Regions from separate parts of the Zea mays genome. Here regions 2 and 3 are each linked to region 1. The links are chromatin contacts, called in public Hi-C maps. All regions are on one chromosome and are shown on one strand. Each heading gives the region's core, a stretch centred on a gene start, on an enhancer-like site or on the middle of the called end of the contact. The rest is flanking DNA. Distances are from core to core; before and after follow the strand shown.

What was found. Hi-C and Micro-C count contacts between places; a contact is called where the count stands out from the background.
Region 2: a contact with region 1 is called in a Hi-C map of ear, with 2.8 times the contacts expected there. The contact joins the promoter of LOC100382314 here to the promoter of LOC100501575 in region 1. A contact is called at or near these places in 8 of 25 Hi-C or Micro-C datasets (ear, endosperm, leaf and 2 more).
Region 3: a contact with region 1 is called in a Hi-C map of leaf, with 6 times the contacts expected there. The contact joins the promoter of LOC100193462 here to the promoter of LOC100501575 in region 1. A contact is called at or near these places in 11 of 25 Hi-C or Micro-C datasets (bundle sheath, leaf, root tip and 2 more) and 1 of 3 datasets of contacts at active chromatin or transcription factors (leaf).

Annotation. Positions count from the first base shown.
Region 1 is chr6:128,509,771-128,513,819 of Zm-B73-REFERENCE-NAM-5.0, reverse strand. LOC100501575 reads right to left here and starts at 2,639. Exons shown (of 2, transcript NM_001196266.1): 1 at 1,746-2,639. The coding sequence starts at 2,492.
Region 2 is chr6:128,367,525-128,371,654 of Zm-B73-REFERENCE-NAM-5.0, reverse strand. LOC100382314 (3-ketoacyl-CoA synthase) reads right to left here and starts at 2,168. Exons shown (of 1, transcript NM_001175063.2): 1 at 337-2,168. The coding sequence starts at 2,129. The coding sequence ends at 663.
Region 3 is chr6:128,678,170-128,682,020 of Zm-B73-REFERENCE-NAM-5.0, reverse strand. LOC100193462 (Putative 1-phosphatidylinositol-4-phosphate 5-kinase/ zinc ion binding family) reads right to left here and starts at 1,716. Exons shown (of 11, transcript NM_001358738.1): 1 at 1,101-1,716; 2 at 282-1,013; 3 at 37-190. The coding sequence starts at 1,348.

The DNA of each region.
Region 1 (4,049 bases), core at 1,390-3,889:
CTGCGTTTGATTGCCTTTGCCACCACAGAAGAATTATATTGAAGAGGGAGTTTCTACTGAATTGAAATGCCTTTATTTGGTTCCGTAACACAAAATCGACGAACTCCGACTACGACCACCAAGAAGCAAGAACCCGCGAAGACAAACTCAAACACAGAATTCAACTACCGATATGCATGCATACTCGAGTACGAGAGAGCGACAAGCAACTGTATTTTGCTTCGTCACCGCAGCCGCCACCACAACGAACAATGCGGCGCCCCACTGGCCTGCCAGGAACGGCATCAAACCGTCTGCTCAAGTGCTCACCGCCTCTCGCTTTTTCTTTTTCTTTTTCTTCATGGCGGCCATGAGGTCTTTAGTGAGGTGACCACCTCCGCCGGGATATGTATTTGTTCTCCACAGCTTGTGTTGGCCACAACACAGTGAAAAAAGTTTGGAAAGCAAGGTTTGCAACCTTTGTCATCCAGTAGTTAGACCCTGTTTGGTTGGAGAGACTAAAGATTAGTCCCTCCATTTAGTCCCTAAATTATCAAAGGGTGAAACTAAAACTGGGACTAAAATGTTTTAGTCTCTAGTCTCACAAGAGATGACTAAAAGGAACTAAACCATATAAATTCCACCTTTTGCCACTTCTTTATTTTAGTTACACTAATGGCTGTAAAATGTTAAAAGGTATTTTAGTCCTCTTATAATTTATTTAGGGAGTGTTTGGTTTGCCCCTGCTAAAATTTAGCCCCTATCACATCGAATGTTTGAACCTCCGTTCGGGGTATTAAATGTAGTCGGATTATAAAACTAATTTCTCAACCGAAGATTAAAAAGTGAGACAAATCTAGTATAGTTGGTTGGGTCTATATTTCATACTCCTATTTGAAAGTCAAACGCTTAATGTGACCCGGGCTAAACTTTAGTCCACAGAACCAAACACCCCCTTAATGTTTTTGAATAGTTTTAGCCCCTAAAACTAAATAGGGTAGGGACTAAACTTTAGTCTCCGTAACTAAATTTTAGTTTCTGGACTAAAGAAACCAAACGTGATCTTAGTCTCTAGGCTAGCTAGCACAGCAGTGACATGGAATAGGCCCATCGCTTAACAGACTATATCAACAATTACTTATATTCATCTTCTATTTTAAATCTCACTCTATTATTCTAGAAACAGCAGTGCTCGTTCTGCTGGTCATAGCCTATGGCCAGCGTATTGGATGGACGCACTCCCGAAAAGCGAAAACACAGGCCGGTGCCCGAAAGGACACGTAAGGTATCCGAGTGGTTTCAGACAAGTGATCCCTATTTCGCTCGCTTTCGTCTCGGCTACTTGCACAATCTATACTCCACGCACAGTACATACGGTACCATTTGACTGTTACTGAGTAAACTGAATATTATTGATTTTTTCAACGGCTGCAGTGTTCTGCTATTTTTAAAAATTTTGCTTACCTCATCATTGCCTACACTCCCTAAAAATACCCATTGACTCTTGTGATTTGTTGGCTCATCTATGTCTACGTCTATAAATTCTAGGTCTATTAGACAAAATTTCGAAGCTCAGGGTTGGGATAAGCATATTCCGTATGTCCTTTTACATTGACATTGTTTTTTTTTTCTCATAATTATAAACTATTTTTTTTAAAAAAAATAAGAACAGAGGCGAATGGCGAGATGCCTGTGCAATCTAGGAATTGTACGTTCCACAACAGTAATCTGCGAGGAGGGATCGAGGGCGTGGCGCGGTGCGTTACCTCTTTCCGGCTAGCCTTGACGCCCGGCGACGCGTACTCCGGAGTGCGGGGCAGCGCGGGCCACCTCTCCGGCGTCGTCGGCGCAGCCGCAGCGCCCGGCGGCATCATGAACCCAGTGCCCCAGTCGGGCGTCGCCGCGAACCTGGGGCTCCGGTCGGGCGTCTGCGGGAACGCGGCGGCGGCGGCGCCAGCGCCCCAGTCCGGAGTGGGCACGAACCGCGGGGTCCGGTCGGGCGTGGCGGCGGCGCAGAGCTGCATGATCCTGGCAGCGGCGTCGGCGGCGTCGCGGCTCTCGGCCATGAGCCTGTCGACCTCCGCCTTGGGCAGGCGCATCCGGAGGCGGACGGGCCCGCCGCCCTCGGAGGCCGTGGAGAGCGGGGACGGCGGCGCCGTGCCCGCGGAGGCGGCGAGGGAGAGGTCGGAGGTGGAGCGGCGCGTGAGCATGAGCGACTCGAGCCGCTCCCGCGCGCCGACGTGGAGCGCGCCGGACCAGGCGCGGCGCGGCGGGGCGGCCGGCCGGGGCAGCGCGACGAGGAAGTAGAGGCGGCCCGGGCGGAGCTGCGCGTCGTGCGCCAGCGGCCGGGCGCGGACGCCCAGCAGCTTCACCTCCTCCGACTCGAGCAGCTGGAACCCCGGGTGGTCGCGCAGCACCGTGCCCGCGGACGCCGGCGGCTTCACGCGGAACGCCGTGCCGTCCAGCTGCATCACCTTGGCGCCCTTGCGCCGCCCGCCGATGCTGTTGCCCATTGCAGTTTGCACGCGCGCGGCTTCTGCTGCTGCTGCTGTCTCCCCTTCGCTCCGGGTGGGTGGGTCCGTAGAGGGGGTGGTGCACGCAGACGCAGCTGGTGTTTCGCTTGGTTTTGGCCTGCCCCTGCTCTTCTTTCGCAGCTCGCGTTGGAGGCGTTGTTTGTGCGTAGCCGGTTAGGGCGTCAAGGAGGAATTAAAAAGGGAAGGGGGGAAAAGGCTAGGCTGCTACTGCTAGGGCCGGTTGGGGCCGAGGTCAAAGGAGACGGTGAGTATTCGGCTCAAGGACAAGGAAGGATGCATTTTGTAAATATTTTGTTAGGCATATGAAGGACAAAGAAACATTTGTTAGGCATATGACCGAAATCACTGATACCTCCGGTTGATACGTGCGAACGTTTCATAAATATGACTGAAAGCACCTTAAACGACTACTACAGTGTTTTTTTTTGCTCGTAGAATCTTTTAGTTGTGGCGGCTATTTTTTTTATTTATCTCTATATAGTGCATGTCATGGCTTCCCTTTTTAATATAACAATCAGCTCTCTTGTTGGTAAACTTTAAAAAAACATACTAGTCAAATGATGTCCAGTTGATCAAAACTTGCACAAATTACACAAACAATCCGGCTAGGGAACCGAAGAGGCCCTTAATAACCTTTATTTAATCTCTGAAACTAAAAATATTAGGGACTGGATTTTAGTTCCTGAACTCAACTCTCTATTTAGGTTAACGGAAACAAATTAAACAGGCGCTACTTATTTTTGTTATGGGGTCCCGTTTCTGCCGATGGCGGCTAACCGTGCATGTACAAATATCACTCAGTGCTCTCCAGATTGAGGTGTTGTTGACATTGCGAGTTTCAAACTGCATGCAGGTGCCGCCAGTCGGATGGCGCCTCGAGCGGACTGCTTGTTCCATTTCTCCGCCTGTCACGGCACGAACGAGCGCCCAGCTAGCGGCAAAGGTCGCCGGGACGGTGCGGGTTAGCCGTTGTCCTGGCCTGCCACGGCGGGAAGGGCTTGTTCCATCTGTCCGCCTGTCACGGCGCGGACGGAGCGTCCATCGCCAAGGTCAATTTACGCCGGGACGGCCGGCTACGGTACCCGGGCTGATCTGTCTGTATGTATCGCGCGCGAGCGCAACCCTGTCAAAATGTCAAAGCGCACGTGGCATTGCATTGATCAGTGCCGCTGCCGTGTCGCTCGCATACTCACATTTTGGGCACGCAGGCTCACAGGCGACGACGAGACAAGGCCATGCCGGTTCTTATAAAATTACGTTTGGAAACTAACTCCATCTTTCATACTCTAGGGTCACGCCCCTGCTCTATAGCGGTAAGATTAGACGTCTCACTCAGCAGGGGAAACGGAGAGGCTAGCGAGGGGATTCTAGTCTCTCTAATCTCCTTCGTTTCCCTTGCTGCCAAACATGTCCGTAGTCGGCGCTATAGCCCGTAGCATCTGTCCCACAATTCTAACCAAGCTTCCTCCTTTTCTCGGTCCAATCTCTATCACTCGTCCTTTATTTGTTTCTCATCTCTCTTTATTTCTATCCTTA
Region 2 (4,130 bases), core at 919-3,418, 140 kb after region 1:
GGTTGCAGTATATGCGTGCCTAGCTTGCTTGGGGGCGTGGCAGAAGTACGCGCACGCTGCCAGCGGCAGGGTCGCGATAAATGGACGCCGGCCGGACTCGAACGAACAGCAGCAAACGGCCGGCGCAGCGGGCGCACGCAAGTGCAATGCAGCAGCAGGTTCAGAAAAGAGTCAGGTCACAACACGGGGCGTGCAGTGCCCATGCATGCCCATCCATCCATCTCTGCCTGTGGCTGTAGTAACTTCACTTCATAAATTATTCAGGTAGAGTACAATAATGCTTGCTATAGTAACATATGTAATGTAATCGATCCAACTCGCGGTACATTTTGGCTTGTTTTTAAAATGGACACAAGTAAATTATTAGTGGGAAAACAAATGTTGAAAAGGAAGGTAAAAAGAAGAAGAACAAGAAGAGAAGGAAGGGGTACACGATCTAGAGGAGCACGAGTACTATACGTGTGTAAATGGCCCGGATTTAACACGGTGTACCCTCTCGCAACCACCTGTCCGGGCTGGAGCGCACCGCACACATGGACGCGTCAGGCTCGGCATTCAACGCGTCCGGCCCGGCCAGCACCACAAGCAAGTCCAAAACACGCTGTCACGTCGTCGGTCACATACTCACATGCATGCCCGGCCTGATGTCCACGGGATAGCGGCTAGTGCTTGAGCACCTCGGGGATGTCCACGGGGTAGCGGCTGACGCTCTCCGCCCAGGGCCCCTCGGCGGTGCGCGCCGGCGCGATGCACTCCCAGGCCGCGCTGTTGCACTTGAACCCGGAGCCGAATCCGATCATCCACACGCGGTCGCCGCGGCGCATCCGGCCCTTGGCCTCGATGTACGCCAGCTCGTACCACACCGAGCTGCTCGACGTGTTGCCGAACCGGTGCAGCGCCATGCGCGACGCCTCCACGTCCTCGTCCGACAGGCCCAGGCTGCGCTGCAGCTCGTCGATCACCGCGCGGCCCCCCGCGTGGATGCAGAAGTGCTCGAACGCCGTGCGGAAGTCCGGGAGGTACGGCTTCACGCGCCGGTTCAGCACGCGCCGCGCGATGAAGGACAGCGCGAACAGGAGCTGCTCCGAGGCCGGCAGCACCAGCGGCCCGATGGCGGTGATGTTGGCCTTGAGCGCGTCGCCCGCGATGGTCATCAGGTCCTTGGACAGGTTGATCCCGCGGTGGCCCTCGCCGTCCTCCTCCTGGAACACGCACCGGTACGCGCTGTCCTGGGCGCCCGTCAGCGTGCGCACCACGCGGGCCAGGCGGAACCGGGCCCTGGACCGGGACGTGGACAGCAGCACGGCGGCGCCGCCGATGCGGAAGAGGCAGTTGGGCAGGAGCATGGCGCGCTCCTTGCCCACGTAGTAGTTTGGGGTGATGGTCTCCGTCGACACCACCAGCGCGTGCGCGCCCCGGCCCGCCACCTGCAGCAGGTTGCGCGCCAGCCCCACGGAGATGAGCCCGGCGCTGCACCCCATCCCGGACAGGTGCACATTGCGGACGTCCGGCCGCATCCCGTACCTGTTGATCACCATGTCCGTGAAGGACGGGACGGGCGCGAAGAGGCTGCAGTTCACCACCAGGATGTCGATGGCGCTGGGGCTGATGCCCGTCTTCGCGAGCAGGTCGTCGATGGCCGAGAAGATGACGAGCTCCACCTCCGCGCGCGAGGCCTCCATGTTCCGGTACGGCGGGATGTAGTGGTGGGCCGGGGGCAGGCAGGTCTCCTCGCCGAGGCCGGACCGCTCCAGCAGCCGCGTCATGAACCGGACGCTGCGCTCGTCGATGGAGGCCCCCTCCACGAACGTCACCAGCTTCGCGTGCTCCAGGAAGGTGGCGAAGGGGACGCGGCAGTTGGGCCGCGTGCGGAAGCAGGCGTAGTCCACCAGGTACACGGCCCGGGGCCGCAGCAGGACGTACAGTATCGCCGTGGCGGCCGCGACAAACACGGCGAGAAATACGTGCACCGCCCGGAGCGCCTGCAGCCTGCCGAGCAGCTCGTCCGGCCCGACGCGCGCCGCATTGACGACGGCCGCCACGGCCAGCGGCGCAGCGAGCACGGCGACGAAGTTGTTCACCACGAGCTGGTACAGCTGCTTCGGCTGAAGCGCCGCCGACGAACCCATGCTGTCTGCTGCGCGAGCGAGACGAGTGGCACTGTGGAGTGTGTGCGTGAGAGTGAGAGTGATCTTGGGAGCGGGAGGGTAGGATTTTAAAGCCGGTGGGATCAGCGAGGGAATTATCGACGCATGTTGGTGGGCCACGGAGGTCTTTATTCGCCCAGGCTAGCGAGCTGCTGCATTGGCATCGTTCACCGATAAATCTGATGAAATGATGCCGCTAATTAAAGTCCTTGCTTGTACGCACTGATGAACTCTCATCTCATCACCCCGAGGGCAGCAAAGCCATAAACGAAAATTTGAAATTATCCTACACAATTGGAACGTACATGTGTACTAGCAAATCTTAACCTTTTTTTGTGTTTTGTGGCAATTTATTTTTGTACTACAGTATAGTACTGTTGGCACCGATTTAAACGCCAATCACTAGAGATGAACGAACACTAATTTGGACGCCAATCATTAGAGATGAACCGTCTTACGGCGCTCTCTACGGGAGCGCGGACGGTCCACGACCTCGCTACAGGAGTGGCTTCTCCATGTGCGTTTGCTGGTGGTCCGTGCTATGGACCGAACTGTTCACACGTGCGTAGAGGGTCTTCTTCTCCGCGAATAACCTAAATCGTGCCTCCCCGGAGTGACCCCTGTCGAGGAGGAGAGTTCCAGGGATTGTCTTGGGGTCGGCAGACCACCCAATACGCCTCTGGTCAACGTAGAGCCGAACAGTGGTGAAGACTGAAGAAATAGGTCGAGAAAGGCTAAAATAGGGCTAGACAAAGGCTAGATTACTCCTACTCCTAAGTAATAGAAAGAACAATGCAAATAAGGTAAATATGATAAATTGGTTTGATTAGATTGATTGCAGGTTCAATTGACCGTAATCCTTTATCTATATAAGGAGAAGAGAATATGCACACCAAATCACGAATTGAGAGGACAGATATACAAATGTAAACCACGTCGATTCTAGAGGACGCACTTGTGCGTAGAGGTGAAAACGACCAGTAAACACTAAAATTATTTTTGTTTTCATATTTTTTTCTCGGAAACGAGATCGAAAGCGGTAACTTCAGAAACGAAAACTATATCGGTAATTCAGAAATATTGGAAACGAAAGTTCAGTATGAAAATTGTATCAGTTACGATGGAAATCTAAAATACGATCGGTAAAAGTTGTAACATGTGCCCTCAACTGACTTAAAAAATTCACGCAAGTCATACATTTATAAAAAAATAGTAATAATATTATGGTAGGAGGTCACAATAAATATATAAGGTAAGAAGTCATACAATAATAAAATCATAATTATGTATTTAAATAAAGTAGAATCTATAATGATACGACACTTACATTCTAATTGCACTCCTACTATTTGGCATAGTAATATAATTAGTATCCTCTTAGGGTGTGTTTGGTTTGACTTTTGGCTTTGGCTTTTGCCCTCCTAAAAACCAAAAGCCAACCAAAGGGCTGGATCCAGGAATCAGCTTTTTCTAAAAGCCGACTTTCTCGTAGTGTAAATCTGAAAGCACCTTTGGACCTGCTTTTAGTGGCTTTTCGGATGTAACTGTGAAAACATATATTGAAGAATTTTTAACGACTTTTAGTGGTTTCCATCAAACGGTTTTTAGCTTTTTAACAGCTTACAGCCTACAGCAGCTTTTTTCACAGCTCACAGCCCACAGCAACTTTTTTCACAGGCACAGCCCAACCAAACAGACCCTTAGTACCTCTTAAGTTCTCGTACAAATTATGAGTATATGTATTAAGAGTAGTAACAAGTAAGAAAACATAAATAAGATTTATAAAAGTTTCAAACAATTCGAAAGTATACACCATTGGATAGATCTTGATTTTAGGAAAATAATAAAATTAGTTTCATATTTTTCTAAGCTATGACGAATTTATTATGAATTTATAAATACTAGTTCATATTTAATATTTTTTCTGAAAAATACTGAATTTATTATCTACGGTAAAATACCGAATAAAAACGGTAATTTCTG
Region 3 (3,851 bases), core at 467-2,966, 170 kb before region 1:
AAGCATGAACATGTAACTGGAAAATGATGATATGACCTGTTCAAGAATGCTGTTTATTGAAGCTAGTTTGTTCGTGACTTTCTGGTATTCTAGTGCTCCTCCCAAAAGAAGCAGCCTAGGGTTCTCATGTTTTGACACCATGCGTTTGTGTTTTACATTCTTAGAACAAACAACACCTTTAATGAAAGCACTGCAAACAGTTGGACAATCATTTAGCTCCAAAATACCATGGTGGAAATTTCATGTAATTCTTCAGTACAAGTTGTAGTCGAAGGGCATACCTATCATTTGGATTTCCTGATGCTACGCATTTGACTTTGACATAGTCTGTGGGATCCATGCTACCACCTTTGCTCGTGTCTGGCCTGACAAAGGTAGCTGCTTGCCAAGCTAATGAGGATACTATGTCTGGCCAGCCATCCACAGGATCAATGCCATGTCCTTCGAGCAATTGTGAGACGAGAGCCCTGAAATGCCCATGTAAAGCACTCCTCAAGAACTCTTTGTGAGATATACTATGTTTTCCTTTGATCCCTAACACATCATCATCATCTTCGCCGTCACAATAATCATGGTTAATATGTCCAAAGACCTTCCCATCACAAACATCATTGTCATCATCCTCATCATATTGAAAAGTACCATTTTCATCCTGAGGTGGTGGAGGATACCAGATGTGTCTACTCTCAAAATCAATTGGTTGCACATCATATTTCCTCTCTTCATCATCATGCCGAGGTGAACTCATAAAGCTAGAATCAACATCATCTGATCCCCGGCAAGAATTCCAAGGATATCTAGGAGAATGGCAACCCTTCCTTGAGGGAGGACTTGTGTCTCCTACTCCCAATTGTTTGATAGGACTATCTAATGGGCTCGAAGTCCCTAACCTGAAGGTATACATCCTACTAATACTTGTGCTCATCGAATCTGTATCAGAAGTGTCTTGAGAAAACTCACTCTGTGGGGAAAAGTACCTATCCGAATCATCACCATCTTCACATCCAACGCTCCTGCGCCCAGTAATTTCAATCAGTGAAAAGTCTATCAACGAGTTATCCCCTCCAAGGCTTAGGCAACCAAGAAAGTCAATTGCTCACCTCGGGGTTGAGCACCGGAGAGGACCAGGCGACGACATGCGCCACCAAGCAGCTAGTCTCGGCGCAGGCGGCGTAGAAACACGCTCTGGTGGGGACACTGGAGGCCCGTTGTCTCCGAGTCCGAGCCCACGCTGCTCCACGGCACTCCCTCGGCCTCCGTTAATAGGCCGAACGCCGAGGCCGCCGCTGTCCGTCATCGCAAGCACAGTCACCCAAGAATCGGACTTCTGCGCGACGGGCACTCCCATAAAAGCCCCAGAACAGCTAAAAAAGGCTACAGGAAACCCCAAGTTGGAAGTTCTTGATCTCTCTAAACTCTACACCAAAACCATCCACAAATCACAGGATACGTCCACACCAAACTGCAAACCTATGATTCGTTAGAGGGGAACTAAAAGGGACCCCGGGAAGCGTCTAATTCTAGCGTTCCTTGGCTCCTGTGTAGACGAGAAATTCCGTCGAGAACGTGGCGCGCGAGGAGGAAGCATGGCCCAAACCTCTCCAATCGAGCAGAGATGGGACTAGGCTGGAGGCAGCGGAGGACGAGGAGCGCGAATGGAGCTTGCAATTGGGGAAGGAGGAGACGGTGCCCATGTGGGAAGGAGGAAGCTTGTGCTAGTGCGGGAATGGAGGTAGTTATAGAGTAGGGGAAAAGGTGAGCGGGTAGAAGGGAAAAAAAATGTTAGGTGGGTGCTGCGGATTTTCTTACCGTTTTCTCCTCCCTTTTTAATTCCTTTCTTTTCCCTCGCCTTTCTTCTGTATCAAAACTTATTTTGTGTGACTTATTTCTAATCAAAGCGCGATTATATTCCAAAACAGAGGCTGTATTCATGTAATCCTGATGCACATGGTGTATATATTAAGACTATGTTTGTTTACCCTCGAGATTATATAATCCAATTTAAATAAGTTAAGACAAACAAACAATTCAGATTATTAGATAGATTATGGTCCCGTTTGGTTTGAGGGACTAAAGATTAGTCCCTCCATTTTAGTCTCATTTAGTTACTAAAATGCCAAACAGTAGGACTAAAACATGGACTAAATTGCTTTAGTCCCTCAAGATGTGGCTAAAAGGGACTAAACCATATTAATTCCACATTTACCCCTCATTTAGTTCAATTGTACTAATAGCAGGAGAATGTTAAAGTCATTTTAGTCTTCTTATGAGTCATTTAGTATATTCTTACTAGTTTTAGTCACTAGAACCAAACACGCTATGGACTAAACTTTAGTCCTCTAACTAAACTTTAGTCCCTAGACTAAAGAAACCAAACATGACCTATATAATCTAGATACCTACATTATGATGATGATAATCTATAAATAGGTCATTAGATGATTATACAACCTATAAACTGGATTATATAATCCTGAAAGAAAATAAACAGTGAATTATAATCATCTATCTAAAATGTCCATTGCTGACATGTGTATTTTGCAAATAACACCCTCTACTATTATTTTTCTCCACTTCCACCCACTCAGGAGATGTTATTTGTAACATACATAGAATAATAAGGGAAATTAGATTTAAAATAAACGATCATAATTCAATACATGCATCATGTGCACCAAATGTGCACCTGATATCTTCTCCCCGTATTTATATTAGGTGAATGTTTTCTTTCTATTATAAAAATGGGTCGAATTCCTTGGGAATGTGTCCCTCGTCTAAAAATGCGTTAATTTGGACATAGCCAATAATAACATTAGTTTATATTATTAAATTTTGTTTGTGCGACATTAGAGAATATGTTATTCGTCAATTCACACGACACATCATAAAACGTACTGATCATAATTATAAAATTGCTATTATTTATTATAATATGCTATATCAATAATTACATCTGTTTTAAAAAATAAGACGAGAGAATGTCTTCTGTCTTCAACCTCCTCTCGTCCTCGCAAGCTTCTCCTTCTTCATGGCTTACTCAATATTGCCCGCCACCGCTAGGCTCACACATAGGTGTGCCTAGGCCACCGCCACACCAACCAACCTTTTACTCCTACACTACCACCAATGCGCCCCCATGCCGAGGTGTCCAGGCTACCGACATCATACTGACAAAGCTTAAACCACAAAAAAGTCAATGAAATCTGTCTTTGAAAACTTGCAACGAAACTAAACTCACTAATGATCTAATGCAAAAATGTCTTGCCAATTCATCATCAAAGGAACCAGCTCAAACACCCAACGCGTTTAGGAACCTGCGCAGCAAAATACCAATATCACATGTTAATTACACGATCAACACTTGAGGCTCCCTGAACCCTCATGCACAGTGATGGAGGTAGAGGTGGGGCAGACAGGGCTCGAGCCTCGTACCGTGTTGGAACTTGCTCTCTGCTGCAAGTAGACCAACAAGGGTGAACAGTGGTGACAACAGGGTTACGTGCACGGGGGCAATAGCTCTGTTAATCTAGCCTCTCACGGGCACTGTGCGGGGGTATTTATAGGTATCTGAGTGCCCAGCGTCTCGTGTTAAGGACGCATGTGCCCTCAGACGCCTGGTTTATCCCCGGAATATTCTCATAAAGCAGGGTTACAAGATGTAATTACAAGTATGCCTTTACAAGTTAGGCCCGTAATACAGAGGCGGCCACGCGGGGCCCGTTACGATGGGCCAGATCACACGTGGGCCTTGGGGCTGAACGAGGCCGCGCCGTGGGAGGACGTCGCCGCAGGCCTTCGTCAAAGTGCCGAGTCCTGCGAAGGGTGTCCCTGCCCGCTTTGTCTCCGTCGGA